2 separate regions of the Oryctolagus cuniculus genome follow, and region 2 is linked to region 1. A link is a contact called in public Micro-C data. All regions are on one chromosome and are shown on one strand. The core of a region is the stretch at or near the end of the contact, and the rest is flanking DNA. Distances in the headings are between cores, read along the strand shown.

Region 1 (4,527 bases), core at 912-3,411:
CACCTGCTGCTGGCTCACTCCCCAAATGGCTGCAATGGCCCAGCCTGGGCCAGGCTGAAGACAGGAGACAGGAGTTTCTTCCAGGTCTCCCACATGGGTGCAGGGGCCCAAGCACTTGGACCATCTTCTGCTGCCTTCACAGGCACATTAGCAGGGAGGCAGATCGGAAGTAGAGCAGCTGGGACTCCAACTCGAACCGGCGTCCATATGGGATGCCGGTGCTGCAGGTCATGGCTTTAACCTGCTGCACCACAGTGCCAGCCCCAGATTGCTGCTAATTCTAATAGGTAAATAAGAACAGCCTGAGGTTTTTAAAGACTTGAGTGAAGCATACAGGAGGAACTTAGCACCTGGAAAGGACCGTGGCCTTGTAGGACCTGCTTTGTCACAGATACTGCTGAAGTGCATCCATGCGGGAGGCCTGAGCCCCCTCTCAGCACTGGTAGAGTTTATACCCTAAGTGCTCATCGTGCCTCTAGACCGTCAGCTCCTTGGCGGGGGCAAGTCACTGCAAGTCACTGCTGACTCCTTGGGGCCAGCCCAGGACATGGCACACTGTTGTGCCCATAAAATATTTGCAGAATGCAGGGATGAGTGACAAGCGGCTGATTAACTTTCCAGGTCAGCGCTGGCTAATTGGGAAGCGACACAACCGCTCCCTACCTCTATCAGTGGAACCCGAGTAAAGTCTCATGGTGCCAGTATTGAGATGTACGAGCTGATCTCGCAAAGTTCTCTAATCTGAAGCCTTCTAAATGCTTATTGAAGTGAAGGGGAGAGAAAGAAGGGAGGAGATGGCTGGGGAGTGCATGATTCAGAGGTGGGGCCTGGAGGGGAGGAAATGGAGGGTGCGGGGTGGGGTGGGGACAGGAAATTCCTGTGGGGGCCCGAGGGCGGGACTATTGCCAGGAACTCCATTTAGTTCTGACCTGGGTCCCCTCCTGACTCAAGTGCCCATAGGATGCAGGGGCCAAAGCCAACTTTATGCTACCCTTCCTCCCCAAATAGAAAGTGTTTTTTTTTCCCCCCAGAAACCTTTAATGTAAGGCACAAACACTTCCTGCATCTCATAAATATAACTTTAGGAATATAGTGATCCTTCCCACCTACCCACCCTCCCACCCTTCATCCTCCTCCCTCTCCTATTCCCATTCTTACTTTTTACTAAGATCTATTTTCAATTACTTTATACATATAATATTAACCCTACACTAAGTAAAGAGTTCAACAAATAGTATGAAAAACAAAACAAACAAAACCTCTTCCTAACAGTTGAGACAAGGGCTGTTCAAAGTCATCGCATCTCAAAGTGTCAATATCTCGTCTATAGATTACCTTTTAGGTGCTCTATTAGTTACCGCAGATCAGGGAGAACAGATGGTATTTGTCCTTTGGAGACTGGCAAAAGAAAGTGTTAAATAGAAATACAGGACATGTCAAAGGCAGCTCCTGACTGAAGGCCACGGACAAGTTGAGGGATGCATGCTGTGGGGGTTCAGATGAATACAAGAACGTCATGGCCAGAAGTGGTCAGAGCCGTCTTCATGGCTAAGAAGGGGGATCCAGCTTGTCCGTCTGTGATGGGATTTAGATACAGGAGGAAACAGGAGCACAGGCAGGGGGTGGAGCCGGGGCAGAGCTGCAGAGAAGTAGAGTGTGTGCTGCTGAGGCCCCGTACCAGGGGACTCCAAAAAGCCGTGAAAACAATGGGATTAGAAGATAGCAAGCCAAGACGGGCTGTGTCCTGGGACTTCTGGGGCCACGGGTGCAGTGGAGTCAGGATCTCCAGAGATTTCTTCTCTCCCACCAGTCAGCAAGGGGTTTGGTCAAGTGGTTACGTAACATGGGCCGGGATGCTGGGACGCTCCCTGCCTCCAAACCGTCCACCCTACACCCGGCCCCCGTTGGATGATGCCGGGACTCCATCCTACAGCTTCGTCTCTCCGCCAGAAGCTGCGATGGCTAACATTTAAAGCTGTTATCAGCCCCTGCGCCCTACTGCAAGTGAGGGATCTGAAAGCAGGTTTGACAGGGAGGCTGCAGCCGGAAAGGAAGAGGTAATCTGACCACTTGAGGGGAAGGTGGCGGCCCCAGCAATGAGAGGAGGACAGGCTTTGCTGAGGGCCATGCTGCTGAGCTGTAGCCACTAACCCGAGCGCTAGCCAGCCGTTCCCTACGCTCAGTCTGATGACGGCATCAGCCGGGTGATTCGAATGACTGTCAGGCAGCTAAGTCCAACATCAGAGCCTGAGCTGATCATGGCTGGCTCTCCTACACATAGGGGACCTTGGCTCACCGTCCTGTGAGCAGAGCGTGAGGGATGCTGGGACCCCGAGGAGCCCCAGGGAGTTCGGGAAGACGCAAGGGTTCACTCTTACTACGAAATCCCGCGAGAAGAGCAGGCTGTCTGAAGGAGCAGTGTGTGGGCCGTTCTTCTGAGGAGCTCGCCTCCCAGTCTCAGGCTGCCTATTTCCTGGTCATAATAGTTGGGAGAAAAATATTGCTAAATGGCTGCATAAACAATTTTAATTGGCCTGGGCTCCCAAAATGTGCTATTTTTGTTCCGCTGCCAAGCTTGCTTTTTCACTAGCTAATTATGCCCAGCATTTAACTTTCGGCAAAAAAACAGGAAACGGGGCATTCATTACCCGAGTGACAACTTTTCAACAAGCCCACATTTCAACATCCATTGTGTAACTTCCTCTCCCTAGCTTACAGTTAGGTGTTCCATCAGGCCTCTGGAAACAAACAGCTACTTCAGTGGGGGCTGCTAGGGGCTCTGTTGCCCTCTCAAGGCTTGCCTGTCTCCAGCGCAGGCTCCCGTGAGCCACCAGTGCCCACAGGGTGGGCCCCTGCGTTCTTTGGCTCCTCGCAGAAATTCCCCACCTGGGGTCTCACGTCAGTTTGCTCTGGGCCTGGGCTCGCCCGTCAGGGGGTGGCTCGTGTGTGTCTGGTTCAGGAAGCATCCAAGGCTGCTGGGGACTCGGGGCCTCTCAGAGGTACACCCTCTCTTCGCCTGAGGAATCATAAAAGACAGCCAACCCCAGTTTATTGGGCATTAACTCCTAGAAAGTGCTATAAAACCGTGTCTTATTGTAGGATCTACTTTAAATTTATTATTAAAAAGGCATATTGCAGAGTAGATCGCAAACACATAAAAGCACACAAGTTATGAAGTCCACAGCTGAATGAGCCATCATGCAGTAAACACCATGTGACTGTTACCCAGATTCTTACCAGCTCCTCATATCCGATGCAGCTAGTACTTCCTCCTTTCTCCCCAGAGCTAGCTGCTAGCCTAGCCTCTGATACCATGGTTCGGTTGTAGTCTCCAAACTGCATAGACACGGAACCATAGAAGGTGTAGAGGTGGGTGCGCAGTTTCCCATCTGCCTTCTTTGTTTGCTTTATCCGGCTGCTTGGAGCTGCACCTCATTCATTTTCATTACAACAGAGTATTCCCTGCCCGAGAATAACGCGTTACCAGTTTCACTATAAATGGACGTATGGGTTGTTTCCAGCTTGTGGCTGTTCTGAATAATGCCGCCACAAATATTCCTCTGCGTGTCTGCCCGTTTCTGTGGGCTCGTAGTGGGCTCGCGGGTCACAGGCATGGCAGCTACGCATGAACGGCTTTTACAGCTCCAGCCGAACTGTTTTCGAAGCGGTCCGTCCCAGTTGCCCCTGCTGCACTTGCTCGCCAGGACTCGGTGCTGTCTGTCAGTCTCTGGATCTCAGGCCATTTTGGCAGTGTGTGGTGGTGTCTCGGTATGGTTCTGATTTGCTTCTCCTTGACATCAATGCACACGAGCATTTTTTGTTCAGTTATTTATGATTAGATTTAGAATAGGATGGAGGTTGAAGAACCAAATGGTTGGAATCAACAAAATAATACTTTGAAATTTTATCTATCTATCTATCTATCTATCTATCTATTTATCTATCTATCTATTTTTATTTGAGAGGCAGAGAGACAGGCAGAGCTCCAAATGCCCACAATGGCCAGGACTAGGCTGAGGCCAATGCCTGGAGATGGGAACTCAATCCAAGCCTCCCACATTGGTGACAAGAACCCAGAAACTTAAGCCACCACTGCAGCCTCCCAAGGTCTGCAGTAGCAGGAAGCTGGAGTTGGGAGCTGGCACTGGGAGTCAAACCCAGGGACGCTGATGTAGGGGCAGGCTAGATGCCTTCCCCCAGGAAAATGATAGCTTTTTTTTTTTTAAAGATTGGCCTTGATTTTTTAAAGATGTATTTATTTACTTATTTGAAAGTCAGGGTTACACAGAGAGAGGAGAGGCAAAGAGAGAGAGGTCTTCCGTCCGCTGGTTCACTCCCTAATTTTAGCCAGCCCTGCTAAAATTTTAATTTTTATTAATGTTTATTTGAAAGGCAGAGAGAGGGAAGGGAGAAGAGAGGAAGAGAGAGAGGGAGAGAGGATAGAGGGAGAGCGAGAGCGAGAACATGAGCGAGCGCCACTCCTAGACCTCATTTCTTATCAGTTGTCAAAGAAACCGCAGCTATGCT
Region 2 (4,527 bases), core at 1,220-3,719, 59 kb after region 1:
ATGTGGGCACCGGTTCGAGTTCTGGCTGCTCCGCTTGTGATACGGCACTCTGCTAATGCACCTGGGAAAGCAGTGGAAGATGGCCCACATGCTTGGGTCCCAGCACCTGTGTGGGAGACCCAGAAGAAGCTCCTGGCTCCTGGCTGCAGATCAGCACAGCTCCAGCCATTCTAGCCATTTGGAGAGTGAACCAGCAGATGGAAGAGCTCGCTCGCTCTCTCTCTGCTTCTGCCTCTCTGTAACTCTGCCTCCCAAACAAATAAATAAATCTTTAAAAAAAACCAACAAGGAACAGCTTTATGATTTGGGTGGGAAATTATTATTTTTTTTAAAGATTTATTTATTTATTTGGAAGGCAGAGAGAGAGAGCAGGAGAGAGAGAGATCTTCCATCCACTGGTTCACTCCCCAAATGGCTACAAGGGCCAGGGCTGGGCCAGACTCAAACCAGCTTCCATACGGGGTGCCAGCTCTGCAGGCAGCAGCTTAACCTGCTATACCACGGCACTGACCCCAGGAAATTCTTATTTAACCCCAATTTCACCTTTAAATTTAATTTCAAGCTCTTTTATTATTTATTTAAATACTTATTTATTTGAAAGACAGAGTTACAGAGACAAGGAAAGACTCAGAGATAGACAGTGAGAGATTTTCCATCTGCTGGTTAATTCCCTAAATAGCCTCAACTAGCCAGGTCTGGGCCAGCCTGAAGCCAGGAGCCTGGAACTCCATCTAGATCTCCCACGTGAGTAGCAGGGGTCAAGTACTCAGGCCACCTTCTGCTGCTTCCCCAGGCTCATTAGCAGGGAGCTGGATTCAGAGTGGAGTAGCCAGGACATTAAATGGCGCTCTTATTGGATGCAAGTGACACAGTTTGGGACTTAACTCACTGTACCACAATGCCGGCCCCTCAAACCTCTTTGTAAGTGATCTCAACAGTGTCTCTTATGAAGATATAGCAGCCGCCTCTCTGTGCGCTTAATATGTGCCAGGTATTCTATACACTGTCTCCCACCTGTTATCACTTTCACTCCATCAGAAATCCATGTGCCATACCTTGGAAGCACTGATTTCATCCACACAATAACCTATGCAATAGCTTCTGTCATTCCCATTTTACAGGTGCGGGTGCTGGGAGCTTAAATTCCTACTGTTAGCCCAGGTGCACATAGATGGTAAAGGGAGGGTTAGAATACAGTCTGGCTTTGGTGGCTCTATCCAATACTGACTCCCAGATTAAGCAATTTTCTTAGGCTACACTGGCTGATAAGTAAGAGCGGTGGAAACCAGGAGCAAGGACCCCCATCTGGCCGGCTCTCCTATGTGGGTAGCACAGGCCCAGGGACTTCAGCCACCTTCTGCTGCTTTACCGGGTGCCTTAGCAGGGAGCTGAATTGGAAGTGGAGCAGAGGGGACTTGAACTGGCTCTCCCATGTGGGAAGTGAACTCCCTGCACCCCACACCACCCCCAAGTCCCAGCATTTAACCACCGCTGGTGAACAGGTGAACTGTTCATCACAACCTATTTGGTTATTTTCAATTCTTACAGAAATGAAAGTAAGGTGGTGGGTTAAATGTGTATCACAGAATTCAGGCCTGCCTACAAAATCTAGGGACTTGTTAAACAATTAAAACTAATTGCTTAGTTTTGTTTAATACCCCTTTATATACTGAAGACCTGACTTGGACCCAAAGGCATGCGTAAGGCTTCCGTAGACACCCGCGTGAGAGATTTTGCTTATACCCGTTAGAGACCCAACCCTGGAGCACAGGGAGGACACACGGCGAGGGCACGCAGGCCACAGTGCGTTCTAGTTGGGCTGTGGAAAACTAGTGAGGATCTGGCCCTGCACAGGGAAAACTAAGCCTGCAGGGCTTTGCTTGCCGCCTCAGGGGGAGTTCATCCAGGCTCCTCAGTGCCATCTTTAAAATGGGAATAAAATGCCTGTGACCTTCATCCCTACTGTTCCTATCAAACTATGGATTCCGAAAGTGCTTGGTAATTTCCTCTTTATGACGGGCCTCCAGCAAAAGCAGGCCTACGGGAACGTCTGAACATCTGAACGTCTGAACGCAGACATTTTCAATAGCTTTCAAGTTGGCCTCTGGGCCAGGGCAGCCTTCTCCTCCCGCCTTCGGCGCCCCTCGCTTGTCCAGAACTCGCTCTCGAGGTTGGGGGTGAACCCGAACCCTCAAATCGAGTCGGCCTCCTTTTCCTTCGCCTGCCCCACCTCGGGAATGTTCTGGATCGGATCGTTGGGAACGCATTACGGGGGGGGGGGGGGACAGTTGAGTCGCAGGCGTATGCTCTCCGCCAGATGCCCAGGGAGGGAATTCTGCCGCTGGCAGATGGAGAGAGGGACCCGCGGGGATTAACTGCCCCCAGCCCTGCCCAGGCGTGCCCCGGCGTGCGGTCCCTGCCCGCACAGCTCCAGCGGCCACGAGCCCGGCGCCCGCGGAGCCGCGCCGTCCGGGGCACCGCTGCGCCGCGCGCCCCTGGACCTGGGACCGCGAACCCGGGACGGGCGCGAAGCTACTCGTCACGGCGGCTTTCGTGGAGGGTGCCTGCTTCCCATTTTGGTCGTTTTGCCTTGCTTGAGCTGCCCGGTGGGTTACTTTGAGCCTTAAAGCCAACGGGGACTCGCGGAAGAGGGGAAACCCTGAACGATGATCCAGGGGGCAGCCGAGCCTCCTCTCCAAGGAGAGGTGATCCCAGAGCCACTCTGCGTCCCCGACGCTGGCCCCTTTAAGAAACCAAGTCAGTCCTGATGCGGCTGCTGTTTGTATTGCTAATCCCCAGGAGCCCCGTTTAAAAAAAAAAAAAAAAAGGCAGAATAAAAGGGGAGGGGGGCGGGCAGCTGTCTCTTTAAATGTGATTTCCTTCTATTGTATTTGAATCGTGATCAGGAAAAAGGAAATGAAACCAGAGACAGAGGGAAGCTGAGCGAAAATAGACCTTCCCGAGAGAGGAGGAAGCCCGGGGAGAGACGCACGGGCCCCTCCCCGCCCCAGGCCGCCGCCCCCGGGCTGCCCTCGGCGGCGAGCTGCGCGCCGCGACCCGGCCGGAGGTGCGAGGGGCTCGGGCGGCCGGGCGGGCGCGCACCATCCCGGCGGGCGGCGCCAGCGCGCGAGCGGGACCGGGCGGCGGCGGCGGCGGCGGCGGCGGCGGCGGCGGCGGGACCGCGATGGAAGGTTAAGTCCTGAGCGGCGGCGGCAGCTGCAGCCGCCCGGGGCCAGGCTGCGCGCTCCGGCCCCCGCCTCGGCCGCCGCGCGCCCGCAGCCCGGTGATTCGCTCTCTCTCTTTGGCGTTTGAAGGGAGCGCGGTGACTGTCCTTGAGCGCGGAGGGGCGAGCTCGCCGCCGGAGCGCCGGAGCAAGAGGAGGCTTAGGAGCGGCGGCGCCCGCGCATCCGAGGGGGTCCGAGCCCTCGCCGCCGGCCAGCCCCGCGCCACAAAGGGAGCGCCCCCGCCGCCCGGCACGCCGCCTCCCTCCCCAATGTCCTCGGCCATCGAGAGGAAGAGCCTGGACCCATCCGAGTAAGTGTGGTGCCCCTGCCCATGTCCCTGTCCCTGCCCCCCCCATGGCGTCCACGGCCCTGCGCCCCGGAGCGGCGGGGTGGCGCGGGCGGCCCGCGAGGCGGCTCCAGGTGCGCGCCCGCAGCCTGCCCTTGGCCCCTTCTGCCTTACGCGGGACTCTCCCTTCCTCGCGGGTGACTCCGGGAGGCACTGGAGAGGGACAGGGAGGAGGGCGGTAGGGACGGGGCTGAATCCCGCGCCTCCGTGGGCCCTTCCAGGTCGCTCGAGACGCTCCCCAAAGCCACCGCGGGCCAGAAAGTTTGCACCGGCGCAGGCATGGAGGGGGGGAGCTCAGAGCCGCGCAGGTGCAGACCTGAGAGCACCCAGGGCTTGGTTCTGGTCCCTTCTCCCCGATCGCCCCTTTCTGGCCCCCTTTCTCTTTGTCCATTTGGTATTGGAAAGGGACACATCCCCGGGGGGAGGCCTCTAGGGGTCCCCGACGGCCCCCTTCGCGATCTGCAGGTGAACCGAGTGTCGGCACGCGGGGAACAGGCGGTAAGGGGGTCCGACCGTCCACCTCGGAGCCCGCTCTGGCCTCCAGAGACTTCTAGAGCAGCCAAATCCGGAGTTAATCTGGGCGCAGGGACCCCGGCGCGGGGAGGCAGGGGGATGCGTGTCTCTAGAGTTAGTGCACCATTTAGTGTGTCTGTGTGTTGTTCCGGGTCAGGGGATCAGAGCTCTTAGGGGCGTTTGCCGCACCTGTTGGCTGAGCCAAGCGCTGGTTTGGACCGTTCGCCTATCCCGGTGTGTCCCCGCAAGCCCCTCCTCCGCTTTTCATGTGGGCAACTAGGGTTTTTAAGCTCTCATCTTCCCCTCCCTGAATGCCCTTGTTAGAGTCGTTAGCTGTCTGGTGTTGAGAATTTTTATTCCTTTGAAATCCCCATCTAATCCTTTGAAGGGATTTGTTACACAAGACCAAAGGAGCTGGTTAATAACTTGTCCATTTGCGCTTTT

The links. A called contact is a pair of places that touch in the nucleus more often than the background predicts.
Region 2: a contact with region 1 is called in a Micro-C map of ear pinna, with 2.4 times the contacts expected there. The contact joins the promoter of LMO2 here to the enhancer-like site in region 1. A contact is called at or near these places in 2 of 6 Hi-C or Micro-C datasets (ear pinna and an unstated tissue).

Annotation. Positions count from the first base shown.
Region 1 is chr1:32,021,685-32,026,211 of mOryCun1.1, forward strand. The region is part of intron 1 of LOC103351231 (a long non-coding RNA gene); the gene reads left to right. Among named protein-coding and RNA genes, the nearest start is that of LMO2, 59 kb to the right of the region's middle. Within about 2 kb of position 2,162, at least 3 of the 8 cell types and tissues checked have an H3K27ac peak or open chromatin away from gene starts, as enhancers often do. A contact at or near this core is called in ear pinna, where this site is marked.
Region 2 is chr1:32,080,319-32,084,845 of mOryCun1.1, forward strand. It overlaps LMO2 (LIM domain only 2), which reads left to right and starts at 2,470. Exons shown (of 4, transcript XM_070071915.1): 1 at 2,470-2,606; 2 at 3,315-3,534. The coding sequence starts at 3,494.